Linked DNA regions of Arabidopsis thaliana: region 1 is linked to region 2. The links are chromatin contacts, called in public targeted proximity ligation maps. All regions are on one chromosome and are shown on one strand. The core of a region is the stretch at or near the end of the contact, and the rest is flanking DNA. Distances in the headings are between cores, read along the strand shown.

Evidence for each region.
Region 1: a targeted proximity ligation map of seedling shows a contact between it and region 2, with 4 times the contacts expected there. A contact is called at or near these places in 1 of 2 datasets of targeted methods (seedling) and 1 of 3 other capture datasets (seedling).

Annotation. Positions count from the first base shown.
Region 1 is chr3:11,975,081-11,982,301 of TAIR10.1, forward strand. AT3G30390 (Transmembrane amino acid transporter family protein) reads right to left here and starts at 4,566. Exons shown (of 6, transcript NM_113938.3): 1 at 4,278-4,566; 2 at 3,324-3,762; 3 at 3,088-3,240; 4 at 2,807-3,010; 5 at 2,250-2,715; 6 at 1,757-2,167. The coding sequence starts at 3,747. The coding sequence ends at 2,032. It overlaps AT3G30380 (alpha/beta-Hydrolases superfamily protein), which reads left to right. Exons shown (of 6, transcript NM_001161183.2): 2 at 371-407; 3 at 476-712; 4 at 789-836; 5 at 913-1,352; 6 at 1,419-1,829. The coding sequence ends at 1,491.
Region 2 is chr3:11,295,045-11,302,165 of TAIR10.1, forward strand. EXO70E1 (exocyst subunit exo70 family protein E1) reads right to left here and starts at 4,651. Exons shown (of 1, transcript NM_113866.3): 1 at 2,136-4,651. The coding sequence starts at 4,271. The coding sequence ends at 2,295.

The DNA of each region.
Region 1 (7,221 bases), core at 3,316-5,815, 680 kb after region 2:
GAATTTTGATGAACTTGTGGAGCTTAAAGAACCGATATTGGAGCTGAATCGCCTCGAAAACCGACACAAATATGAATTGACATATTCGATATGTATCGCCTTTAGTCAGTAGCATAGGATTGATATAAAGTGAGATCCATTGGATTGATTTCTGCAATTTTTGGTAGATAAAATTTCGAGCAATCTTGAAGCTGTTCTCATTAGGGCAAGTTTTTGTTTTATCGGTTAGTGTCGGCTCATCTTGAGGTTGTAGATAGTTAGAAACAAAGGAGAATCATGTGAATGGATCTTGGTTTTTAGATCAGACATAAGTGAGATCCATTGTATGAATATTGATTTGTTTATGTGACTGTGTTGTGTAATGATTCAGGTATGATTATTCGGGTTATGGGAGATCTTCAGGGAAGGTATGATCCATTGTTTTTGATTTTTAGTCAATCAAATTTCTCAAGAATGATGTTTTTTTTTCCAACAGCCTAGTGAGCAGAACACGTATAGCGATATAGAAGCAGTGTATAGATGCTTGGAAGAGAAGTATGGTGTGAAGGAACAAGATGTTATCTTATATGGACAATCTGTAGGAAGCGGCCCGACTTTAGAATTGGCTTCTCGGTTACCTAACCTACGAGCCGTGGTTCTTCATAGCGCTATTGCTTCCGGACTTAGAGTCATGTACCCTGTTAAACGAACTTACTGGTTCGACATTTACAAGGTTCTTGTACAAACTTTTCTTTTTTCCACATTCCCTACTTTACTTATGTGCTAAATTTTAATTGTTGTGATTGCAGAATGTCGAGAAGATATCGTTTGTCAAATGTCCGGTTTTAGTAATACACGTGAGTATTATCTCACGTTTATTCGGTTTTTAATGTCGTTTAGTTATTGATCCGAGGATATCGAATGTTTGTGCAGGGAACATCAGATGATGTTGTTAATTGGTCTCATGGGAAGCAATTATTTGAGCTATGTAAAGAAAAATATGAACCGCTTTGGATCAAAGGAGGGAACCATTGTGATTTAGAGTTATATCCGCAATACATAAAGCATCTAAGAAAATTTGTATCGGCGATTGAAAAGTCGCCGATACTTAGAAATGGACCGGTGCCACTAACAGAGAAGGCAAGGAGTAGTACGGATATTAGAGAACCTGCAAGACCAAGCACAGATCAGAGAGATAAATCAAGAACAAGCACGGATCAAAGAGAGATGCCGAAGCTGAGTACAGATATAGCGAGAGCAAGCGTTGATAAGAGGGAGAGAACGAGAAGAAGCGTTGATGGGACTGAGAAACCGAGTAATTCCGCGGAACAGCAACTAGTACAACCAGAGAAAGGAAGGAATAGCATTGACAGGTACATTTCTCAGAGTTTCTATGATGTGTTGATGATCATGTTGTTGATGATCATGTATGATAACAGGTTTGGGGAGATGATAAGATCAGTAGGATTTTGCAACATAGATTGTTTCAAGCCTACAGCAACAGCTAAGTGAGGTAAAAGAGAAGAAACATAAACACACTCACAGACAATACACATGGATCCAAGACATCTAACTTTAGTTGTTTGATTTTGGTTTGTTATCTCTTTCTCCACTTACTTCCTCTTATGCTATGGAATTTAACAAGTCACACATCAATGTTTGATTCAAAAGCTTGGTTTGGTTATTTTAAACTATGAATGATACAACAGATTAGAATATGTTTACGCCTAGTACATCGATCTTTCTATTGCTTAAGGTGGCTTTGTGCCTAGGCATGCTCTTAAAACCAAATATGTATATAGATATGAAGCAATAGCTAAGAGTCATGAAAAGGCAAAATATGTATCTGCATTACAATTTTTATACAGAGTTTTTTTACAAACAACACTCATGGTGGTATATAACACCGAAGCAAAAGTCCGCTTAGAACACTCAACGACAAAAGTACAAACATATAAGAGAAGAGAAGTCTTGTCTTCTTCATTATTTGATTTCACATAGAAGAAAAAGCAAAAGCTAAACACCAAACTGCACATTTTCTCATACCGGGATTTACTCACGAGGAGCGTTCTTCTTGAATAGCGCATAAGCATCGCTGTAAATGGCGATTGCATTGGACAATACCGCAAGAACAATCATGAAAATAGCTAAGGTTGTGTCCCTGTTTGTTGCTTTGTCATGACGATCCCTGCGAGAACATACAAAAATCGAAATAAATTTACCAAATCTGCCAAGGATTGTGTGGAGGTTTATATAAACAATCTACTTACTTTAGTATGATAGAAGCTGGGAAGATGAAGCCGAGACAAACAGCGGCGGTTGCTCCAGTGAATTGGAAAGCATCCCAAATGCTTGGGATGAAGTTTGCACCCAAGAAGATTACAGAGATGAGACCGGCAGTGAGGCAACCGAACCTCACATTTGAGGTAGATAATGATCGAGCGGAAGGGAACAAGAGCCCGTCAATGTTAATCCGAAGAGGGTAGAAAACAATCGGGAACACGAGCATCAAATGAAGCGCGTAGCTAACTCGAACCGCATCATTAAGGATAGAACCAAAAGGGATTCCAAGATCAGTGTCAAAGTTTGCAAGGACATCATCAAGAGTATCATCACCAAACAAGAGGAACCCGAAAATACTTGTCATTATGTAAACAGATGAGCAGAGCATAAGTGCTGATCGAACAACAGGTCTTATCTGAGAGGGGTCTTCGAGCTCGTTCTGTATACTGTGAACTGCAACAAGTCAAACAAAACCAAGAACCATGAGATTATTTTCCATTTTTTAAAGCTATGCTTCCAAATTAAGAACTAAGCACATACATACCATTGTAATGGCAAATGAATGCTGTGACAAGAACAGGTACGACTGTGAAGAGATTCCAGAAAGATGTTAAGTCAGTAACATCTGGTAACAATCTTGGCATCGCCACACCGCCACTGATCAACTTCATAATTGAAATTCCCGCAGTAATAATGAGAAACACAACCGCCAGAGCCACGGATAAGGCCGATGTAAATTTCAAAGAATCTGCAAAGAACAGCATAATCATATATTCAGTACCAAACATAGAAATATCTACGACAAGGAACGAATCAGACACTAACCGATTCGCTTGAAGCAAGCCAATGGAGCAAACACACCAAGAGTAGTAATCAGAAGAATAGCAGCTCTTCCATTCCACCAATGGTGACCAAACCATCCTTCGAGAACACCGAAATGATGGATACCATCTTCCGTCTTTCCAGCCAACACATCACCTTCAAACACAAACACAAGATTCAACAACACAGTGGCAACATAATATCGAAAAACTCGAAAGACGAGGATAACATAACAATACCTATAATGATCATGTATACAATCAAAACACCGATGTTATTAACTAAAACCGCGACTTGAAGCAAAATCCTTCCAGGATTACCAAAAGAACCACCCATTAAACCACCGTAAGATCGATTCTTCCCAGCTTTACTAAACCTAAGCAAGAACTCAATCGACGCATCAGTCAAGAAAGCCATAACAACAATCATCGTGATTCCAAGTCCAAGTCCAAGAATCTTCATTGTAGCAGGCAAAGCCATGATACCAGCACCAATTATAGTCGTGGCGAGGTTAAAAACCGCGCCACTAAAAGAAGCTCCATTGAATTCATCATGAGCAACTTCATCTCCATGACACTCTGGTAATAACGGAGCAGCGATATCATTAGAGCAAGTAGAACTGTTCCTCCTTGGAATTGGAGCAACATCTCCAACAACTGTCATCTTTGAAATTGCAAGCTGTCAAAATTCATTTAGAGAACAAAAATAACATAAGACATCGTACAAAAATAAATCTTTATACGTATTATTGAAGCAACGAACCTTAAAAGAGACGAACTTTGATTCAACTGATTAGACAAGTAGGAATCGAAAAACCTAAAATTGATTCAAGCCCAGTTGATTTTGATCGAAAGTTGACCCAGAAATTGGATTCTGATGAAATTGATTAAAAAACGAAATTTTACTGTTTGAAAAAAAGACTTTGAACTTTGATTCAAAAATTACAAGATTATACACAAGTAGGAATCAAAAAGCTCTAAAATTGATCCAAACCCAATTGATTTTATTACAAAAACCAATTTTATTACAACCTTAAAAAGAGACAAAACTTGGATTCAAGTGATTAAGACAAGTAGGAATCAAAAGATCTAAAATTGATTCAAAACCAATTGATTTTGATCGAAATTGGTTTGACCCAGAAAATGGATTCTGATTGAAGAAATGAAATTTGACTGTTTTGATTCAGAACTTACACGATTAGACAAGTAGGAATCAAAAGACCTAAAATTGATCGAAACCCAGATTTTGGTAGGAGAAAATGGTTTGGTGCTAGAATCAGACACCAAGGTAGAAGAATTAGGAAAATATTTATGAAAGAGTGGAGAGATTAGAGAGAAGATTTTTAATCTTCTAAAGAAGAAATTTGAGGAGAAATGATTTTGGAGATGAAGGGAAATTATAGGCCTCACGATTTTGGTTTTGCTGACGATGGAAATTGTGATTGTGTACGACACTATAATCTTTTAAAAATGGATTTTGTTTGTTTATTGGATAATGAGGTACGTGTGTATCCAGGAAAGGTGAATTAAATGAGATTAGATTAAATTAAATTGTCAAATTTACTGTATTATGTTGACTATTTATTTGATCTTAGGTGGTGCTGATTGGATTTTGGAGAAAATCGACGCAGTGTTTAGGATTTTCTGAATTGTATATAATATGCTTGAAAGTTTATAAAATAGAAGAGAATTATGGTCTCAAAAAGATACTATATATAAAGGTAAAAACATTATGTAATTGGTTTAACTAAACATATGATATTTTATTTTATTTTGTATGTTATGTAGTATTGGTAAATTTACTTATGTTGCATGATTAACAGTTTTCTAATTCTGGTTTCTTAAAAAACGTAAATTGTAAAAGGAAAAAATATAGTTTGATACGCGAACTTATAAAAACTGGTTATTTAGTACGTGAATTTCGTATATTGTAATTTAATATAAGTATAATTCATTGACCACTCATTTATATTACGTAAAAATCGTTGACCAAGTTAAAATTTATACGATGTTATTTGGTGTTAACAGACATGATAACAACCGTTAACTAGTTTTTGTTAGTTTTCAATACAATGTTGTTTCACCACAATCGAAATGGGAAAAAATGTCGTTTGATTGTTCAACTTTTAAATTGTAGATATTTTATACATCAAATTCACATGTGATCATTTTATACATGAACTAAACGTTGATCAGCCATTTTAAATATAAGAATATGTGACCAGACTAAAAAGACATATCACTGTCTAGGCCTAGATATTCAGATTTCGGTTTGGATTTTGTTCGGATTTAATCGGATTCAGATAATTCATGTAGGAGAGTGTATTATCCATTTGGATTTTATAACTATTCAGTTTTGATAGGTGTTAGATTTGGATCCAAAACTGATATGAATCTAACATCTATCTGAAGTGAATAGTTATAAAATCCTAACATATAATAAACTCTCCTATCTGAATTAACTGAATTAGAATAAATCCAAACCGAATCTGACCCAAATCTTAATGTTTAGGCTTAGATAGTGGTATATCTTTTTGGCATGGTCAACACATTCTCATGTCTTAAACGGCTTGTCAACATTTAGTTCATGTATAAAATTGTCACATGTGAAGTTAGTGTATAAAACTGCCATGTTTTAAAAGTTAGTGTATTAAATGACGTTTTTCCCGTTTCGATTATGGTAAAACGACGTCAGTATTGGGTACTAACGGAGATTAGTTAACGACTGTTATCAGAATTTGTTAATGTTAGATAACGTCGTGTAGATTTTGGTCTGGTCAATGATTTTTATATGTATTAAATGGCCGGTCAACAATTTTTACATGTATTAAATGGCCGGTCAACAATTTTTACATGTATTAAATGGGCATATTTGAAGTTAACGTATTAAATGACCACCTTTTAAAAGTTTGCGTATTAAACAACATCTTCCCCAATTGTAAAAGTGAAAAGATAACTTTTTATCATTTAAAATTCCGCCAAAAGCAAGATCCAATCTGTTGAGCGGTCATAGAGTACCTAGCAAATCCAATTTTAATGCACTGAACTATGCATTGTTGCCTACGAAAGTTGAGTAACAGATTATAGGGAGATTTGTCGGTGAGACCTATATCCTAGGCTAATTTGTTTATTTGCCTTTCGTAGTTATGAACTAGAACGAAAATATAGAAACTTAAATAGATCTAAACCTTAGTTAGTCGAGAACCATGATACCCGGAGAAACCCTAAAACACCCAACGCCTTAGTCTCATACTTTACAACTGATATCCATTCTGCTTTCATACCTTTACTTTGGTTTCATTCATAGTTTTCATTTTCTTTCATTGCATTAGTTATAGGAAACACAAAACCAAAACCTCCAAGTTTAGTTTTGTGTTAGATAGATCTTCTTCTCTGAATTCAATACTCTGTAGCTACACTCTATGTGGGATCAATCCTAAAATACTATTACTGATTACTGTGCACTTGCAGTTAAGGTGTGGTTTTTAGGTAAAATTTTTGAAGTAAAAACCATGACGCATCACTACACTTAACTCTATATGGGATTTCTGGTTTTAAAATTGAAATAATTTGAAAATCATGTTCATCGCCATCTTCGTCTTTAGCTTTTGAAGCAGTCTTCTCAAGCAAACCTTTTCTTTTATCACCTGATTTATAGGCAATTCAAGTAAGGCGAATCATAGGTTCTTTTTGTTGAATAGTTATGCCATGGAACATAGCACACTCTGATTGTTTCTTTTTCTATATTGATTACTTGTTTTGGGATTGTTGCGTCTATCGCAAGTTCCTCATCAAATGCAAAATCATGTCATTCAGTTTTGTGTTATCCTCAAAAGAGACTCTAACATAGTAACATTGTTTGTTGAAACAAAGTGCAACCAATGCTTCTCTCTCCTCTGCGGTTGAATCTCACGTGCTGTTATTTTCTTAATCACATTGACGCAGAAGTTCACCTCTTCGATGAAAATTTATACGTCGTGATTAGAGATGTTAATGATGGGTTAAAATCCACTGGGTACCCAAAACCCATATAAAATTTTAAGCCCATAGATCTACTTTTTCTGAAAAAAAAATACATGTTTAAAATGGGCTGGGTGTCCAAATAAATAAAACTCATATGGGTTTATCTCATTGGGTT
Region 2 (7,121 bases), core at 3,401-5,900:
ACAATTGATTTTCTATGATATTAAACGGATAAATAAAAATTAGATGAAAGTTTTTTTTGGATTTTTCCCAATTATATTTGGATTCTATAATAATCACTTACAAATTCTAAATATCTTTGAGTACTTTTTCCTAAACAATAACGTCTTGTGAATATATTTTTTTTGTTTTTTTGTAGATTATCTTTAGGGTGAATTAGCTAAATAACCAATTCCTGGAAAGATACTAAACCCTAAGATAATAATCAATTAAATATTTTTTGATGGAAGGATACTAAACCCTAAGATAATATATAGGGAATCCAAGAGTTTTAATCTAAAACAATGATTAAATCACTTAACATCCTTAATCAAAACAAACAATTCATTTTAAAACGTATATAGTACAATGTATACGTAAATAGTATATTCACAAAATAGAATAGTATCTCTCAAAAATCTTCCAAAATCAAAATCGATTTATTGGCTATTTCCCTTTAGAATTTCCAACATCGTAAACCCTTTATCGCTTCTAGATCTAAGAAATCCATAACATGATCGTCAATTTGCTGTTCATAATTCTCAATTTTATTTTCCATGGATTTACAAATTAAAATTCTCATATGAACTTCGATGGGAAAGTGAAGATTAATTTGACATAATTGGCGAAAGGATTTCCCCGGATTTTTCTAGTATTCTCTGGCTGACGAAGAATAAATATAGTCAGAGTATTATTGCGCTAATGGTGTTGTTATAAAATAGAGTAAATCAGATTTGAGTGATCCTATCGACATTTAAGATTGATCCATATATAATTTTGACTTTTGTTCAGTTGATGGTGATGTATCTAAACAGGGGCGGATCTATGTGTATGGGAGGTGGGGCACGTGCCCTACACTAAATTATAAATATTAGCTTGTAAATTTAAGTAGTTTAAATGATTCAGCACAAATGGTTAAATGTTTTCAATATTTGTCCTTCCTTACACAAGTTCAAAACTAGTTGAAGTAACTTTTTTCTTCTTTTGACTTTTCTTTTTTCTTCCCCCACTATTATCAATTTAATTACTTGTATTTCTTCTTTTGATTTATGAACATTCACTTTTAACTTTCTTTGAAAATTTCTTTATTAATTGATTAAATAGTATGTCTGCTGATATATTTCTAAAATGTTTGATATATATATTCATTTACTTTTATGTGAAAATGAATAACAAAATTATATGTACACAATTTCATAGTTTTTCCTTGGGTACCTATATATATTGTGAGAAACAAATTACAGATTTGTTGAACTACATATTTTATCACAAATTTATAGTTTAGTAACGAACAGTATATGTAATAATTTTGATAGAACAATAATATATAATAAGTAGATTAATAGTGCCCTAAACTAAATGTTTTTCTAGATCCGCCACTGTATCTAAAGATTCGTAAGAAAAGGGAGAGAGAGATGAAAGGAGCACACTTCATAAAAGAGAAGAAGATTTATTCACTAGGATGTCTTTTGAAGAAGAAAGAAGAACGAGAGCGAGATGTACAAACACAGTAAGAAAAGGGAGAGAGAGATGAAAGGAGCACACTTGATAAAAGACAAGAAAATTTATTCAATAGGATGTCTTTTGAAGAAAAAAGAAGAACGAGAGCGTGATATACAAACAGAGGATAGTATTGTCAATATTACATATATTATACATAATATCTCTTTCTATTGTTTGAAGTGTTAGTTTACCAATTAAAGTATTTTTGTTGGTTATATTTGCCAATTCCCATTATCTTTATACATCAATTGGTCAAGTCAAGATCATATATTCCATATGCGATTAAATTCATAATTTTAATTTAAAAATGGTATTACAGTTTGCAGATGAATAAAAATATTATTGACCATTAATTTAAGTAAGAAAGAAAATCCCAAGTTGAGTTTTCACAAATACTATTTGTCAACTAAAAATTCCAAATTGGTTAAATTATTATCAAGTTGTGTTATGGTGTGACTCCATGAAACGTCGTGGAGTTGACAAAAGACCTTTGCAAACTTGTGATTTGGTCAAAGTCTATTTCTTTTGACTTGTCTCTTACTCCTAAATTCATTCATTTCATTTTGATTACAATTCTTTTCCAACCATAATTGATAATTCTTTAGACCAACCAAATCAACAAAGACTTCTCAAACTTTTATTTCACTATAGATATTCATGAAATGATGAATATAAAGATTACACAAGGTCAAATAAATTCAATACAAACAAAACAAATTACATATATTTCTATACTTGTAACAGTAAAAAATTATCATCATAACACAATTTATCATCATCTTCTATAAGAATTGTTCAAGGATTTAGAAGAACCAGCAAAGAGATCCAACAAGAGTCTCTCAATATCATCAGTAGTGTACTTTATATACCTTTCACTGACACTGTTCTTGTGTCTACTGTAAAATGTCCAATACGCTTGAATCACCCACATGGACGCCTTTGTCCTTACATCTTCTCTTAGCCCCTCGTCCGAAATTAGCCATCCGGTTTGCGCTTTGTACACTTCCTCGAACGCAGTGTTGAATCCTTGGAACCGCTCCCTCGGGCGTAGATTCTTTGAACCAGAACCTGAGCCAGAACCGGGACCAGAACCTGAACCATCGTCCTTGAGGAACGATAGGACAGGGAGCCAGGTTGCGCGTTCGTACTCTGTTGCTTGCTGCTGAAACTTCCATGTATGTTTTCGGTTCCATTTGTCGCCGAAGATGTGTCTCAGCTCGGACTTTAGCACTTTCCGGGTCATGTAGTGTATGTTGTTGAGGAGAAAAATGTGTTGTAGAGAGACATCTTTGTATAGTTTTGATTTCTCTTGAAGGTTGGCTTCGAGGACAGAGGTTATGGAGTAGAAATGTCGGGTCATTGCCAGAAATTTCTCCGGTGAAGAGGAGTTTTCGTAGGTAGACTCTTCTTCGACCATCACGGGATTGATAATATCCGGCGATGGTGGTATTGTGAGATCTTCTGCATCATCATGTTCCATTAGAAGAGAGTCGAGCGTGTGTTTGAAATCTGTTAGAGCCATGAGGTAATTCATCACGTAGTTTGTAAGCGGGTGAACCGCGCCTCCAGGGAAAGGATGCGATGAGACATCCGCTGCAATCGCACTTTTGAATTCAAGAAACGTTGTTCTTGCACAATCCCCAAGTCTCCTCATCACTTCCCTGTATTCGGTTCTTACGGACGAACCGGGATGATCCAAGAACAAAGCATCGATCTCTGGTAAAAGCTCAGATGCTAGCTCATACATTTCAAGAATCCTAAGCAATTTCTCAGGTTGTCGTGGACCAAGAGACACAGCTTCACCAAAATTAAGCAACTGCATCATCGGAGCCTTCACAGTATCGACGAAACATGTTAGACCGATCTCATTCAAGTCTCCAAAGATCTGATTATCCAGAGACTTCTCACTCAAGAGATATACCTGGACGATATCTCTCATAACCCGAACCCATTTCTTGATATTCGTATTCAACGTCGCCCAATCCATCCTCAAAACATCTTCAATACTCAACTTCTCAACCTCATGGTTATACAAAAACTCATCCAAAGCATCTTTTCTAACCATTGTACACACCTGAATACACTCACGGTCATACCCTGAAGCAATCATAGTATTCGCAATGTTCTTGAGATCTAATATAACATCAGGATTCACCAAATCAACCACAACGTCCCCTGAGTTTCTCCTACTATCATTATTACTTCCAAGAATCAAATCCTCAGTAGAAGCAGCACCAAAAGAAGCCATGGACTCTTCCTCCACACCATGATCCGCTTCAATAGACCGAAACGACGAATGTTCAAGCTCAAAAGGCAATCTATTCTCCACAAGAAGATGCTTAAACTCATCCTCAAGCCGTGCCATAGCTATTTGAAGAACATCATGAGCTTTTCTTAAAGAAAGCTCCTCACTTCCGTCTAACCGATCAATCAAACTTCTCAACTCATTCACAGCATCCAAATACAGATTACCTTCATCTGAACCTAAATCCCAAATCATTGATTCATCGACTTCTCTAGTCATAATCTTCTCACTAACAACATTAAGCCTTTCCTCAATCTCACCTATTTCATCTTCCTCATCTCTATCCTGAGTATCCTCAGCTATCACCACACGAGAAAGCTCTAATAAGAGATTGCCTAAAACATTCTTAGCATTTTTAGTAAGACTCTTACCAGATCTAAGTTCCTTAACAAGATACTTAGCAGCAACAATCAGTTTCTCTTCTCCATCTACCTCAAACTCTCCCATCTCCACACAAATCACTAAACAAGCTTATCCAAAAACTTAAAACCCCAAAACAAACTTAAATCTCTAAACCCTAATTCTCAAAACTTTGAACCCATTCAAAAACCCAGAAGAAAGAATCACAAAAGACTTCAACTTTACATGAAAGTTTGAGACTTTGGATTCAGAACTTAGCAAAAGAAGATCTTTTTGAAAGTGAGATTGGTGAAGAAGAAGAAACGTATGGATTGAAGAATCAATTTCTTTAAAGATTGAAAAATGCAAATCTCTCTTTCTCTCTTCAAAATGATTTTTTTTGGATTTGGTTTGATTTTTGTTTGTTTTGTTTCTCTCTATAAGACCACAAGAACAGAGGAAGAAGATTCAACGGAAGAAAATTGTTGACGCTGTATTATATGTATTGTTTATTATCCAAAAACAGTTGATTATTTAAGTATTGGATTATTAAAAATTTAATTACTTTGCTAAACATACTCGAATTCTAAACATGTGCACAAAAAAATTAACACAAATGGTGTTTTTTTTTATCAAGATTAGTTAGATAAAATAAAATGAGACAGTTTAATAGTCTTGGATGTATCAATTCTGATATTTTGAAATTTCGGTTTTCGTTCTAAAATTTAGCATCTATTCGGTTATTTTGCTTTAAATTTTTGGATATTTCGATTATTTTGCTTTGGATTTTCAGATATTTCAGTTATTTTGCTTTGAATTTTTGGATATTTCGATTATTTTGGGTATTTTCATAAATTTTCGATTTGTTTTTTGCATTTCAACTATTTTTATATATTTTCAAATATTTTCTTTTTTATTATTTAGTCTATACAAAATAACTAATATTTGGATTTATAATTGTATTTTGGTTAGTTATTGTTATCCGCAATATTGCGGTTTGATACCGATTCGATTTCGGTTCTTTCGATTCTAGAGTTTAGTATTCATTCAATTATTTTTTAATTTTCTGTTTGGTTCGATTAAATTTTTTTTTCTTCGATTTTGATTTGGTATATTCAGTTTAGTTAATTTTCCCATATCTATAGTCTCAAATGATTTTAATATGCGAGAAAAGAATTTAAAATATAATAATAAAAAGAAAGGATTTGACTTTGGGAGTGGTAATGCAACATTAGTGGTGAATTATGTAATCGTGCATTATTATTGAAATACTCAAGAGGATATTTTTCAGAGTGAGATTGGTGAAGAAGATGAAGAAACGTATGGATTGAAAAATAAATTCTTTTAAAGATTGAAAAATGCAGACTTCCCCGGAAAATATCTCTTTCTCTCTTCAAAATGATTTTTTTTTTTTTTAGTTTTTGGATTTGATATGATTTTTGTTTTGTGTTGTTTCTTTTCTCTCTATAAGACCACAATGTCAAATTGTCAATAACAGACGAAGAAGACTCAACTGAAGAAATATTGACGCTGTATTATGTTTATTGTTTATTATCCACAAACAATTAATTATTAAATATTTAATTACATGCCGTCAAAAAAATATTAAAAAAAATAATTACTTTGCTAAACACACTCGGTTTCTAAACAAAGTGCACAAAACAAATGAACACAACTGAACACTTTATGACCTCTTTGTACTTCCGATCAATACCCCTTTCATAATGACGTGGAACACACCAATTCTAAAAAGAAAATTTATGACTCTGTTTTTCCTATCTAGGGTCTATTTGGGGATGTTGTGTAGCCTTTTTGGGGGGGTTCTCTGTTTCTTTACTGTTGCTCTACGGCATAACTAATGTCACCCAGGTATCTATCTTATGCTGTTAAGAACTTTAAACACATCCAAACTAAGGGGGTGTATTGGAATAGGAATTTTACAAGACTTTTGTTTTTTCTACAAATCACATGTTATTCAACTAATGATTTCTAAATTCCTTTTAAAATCCTATGTTATTGAAAATGAAATTTGTGTAAAATCATTCAAAATCATTTGTAATCCCTTGTTATTCAATCAGTGATTCATAAAACTCATATCAAATCCACTGTTATTCAAAAATTACCAGTTTTTTTTAAGAAGAGGTTTAAAAGAGGATTTTAGGAGACTTCAGATACATTTGTAGTTGAAAATAGAGGCCAAAAAAAAAATAGGTGGGATTTGAGAGTTTTCAGTTTTCACATAAATTTTAAAATAATGTTTATATTAAAAATTGCATTAAACAAAAAGCCTACCTGTATCTTCTTCTCCTCCTCTCCATGGCTTTGACTACGTACTTCTTTGTTTTCAACAATTAGTTCTCTCTTTTTTTTGTGTGTCTAAAATCAATAGTTTGTAAATTCTCTAGGGCATTTTTCGAAGAATATATTAACCATGGTGAAATTTTCGCAGAGACTACGATGTCATGGGGGTACATATCTTTAATTCATTTTACCAATATAGTGGTCAAGTAGATAAAGCTTCAGCCATGAATTAGATGGAAATTAAGAGCACAACGTGACCTATACAAACTTGTATTCAAGAATAAGTGCTGCTCTGAATCAATAATCCATAATGCTTCATCCCACTAATGCATGAAGCTTTTTACATACTTCTACAATAGTTAGTACTCGTGTGATAAGCAAAAACTTTGATCAAAAACTTTTTACTAGTCTTGACAAAAGAACTAATAATTTATCTCAATATTCAAGAGTTGTTTAATTGTGTATCGGAGAATCTTGAGATTGATGTGAGATTAATGTCATGGGATAATGACAACCATGTGATCAAGCTGGAACGAGACTTGAGTTTTTGGAGGTGACGAGAGAAAAATAATCACACACAACACCAATGTGACAAAGTTTAATGATAAATCTCACCAAATCACTAGAGCTTTGTTTTTGTAGTTACATAAAAGTCTA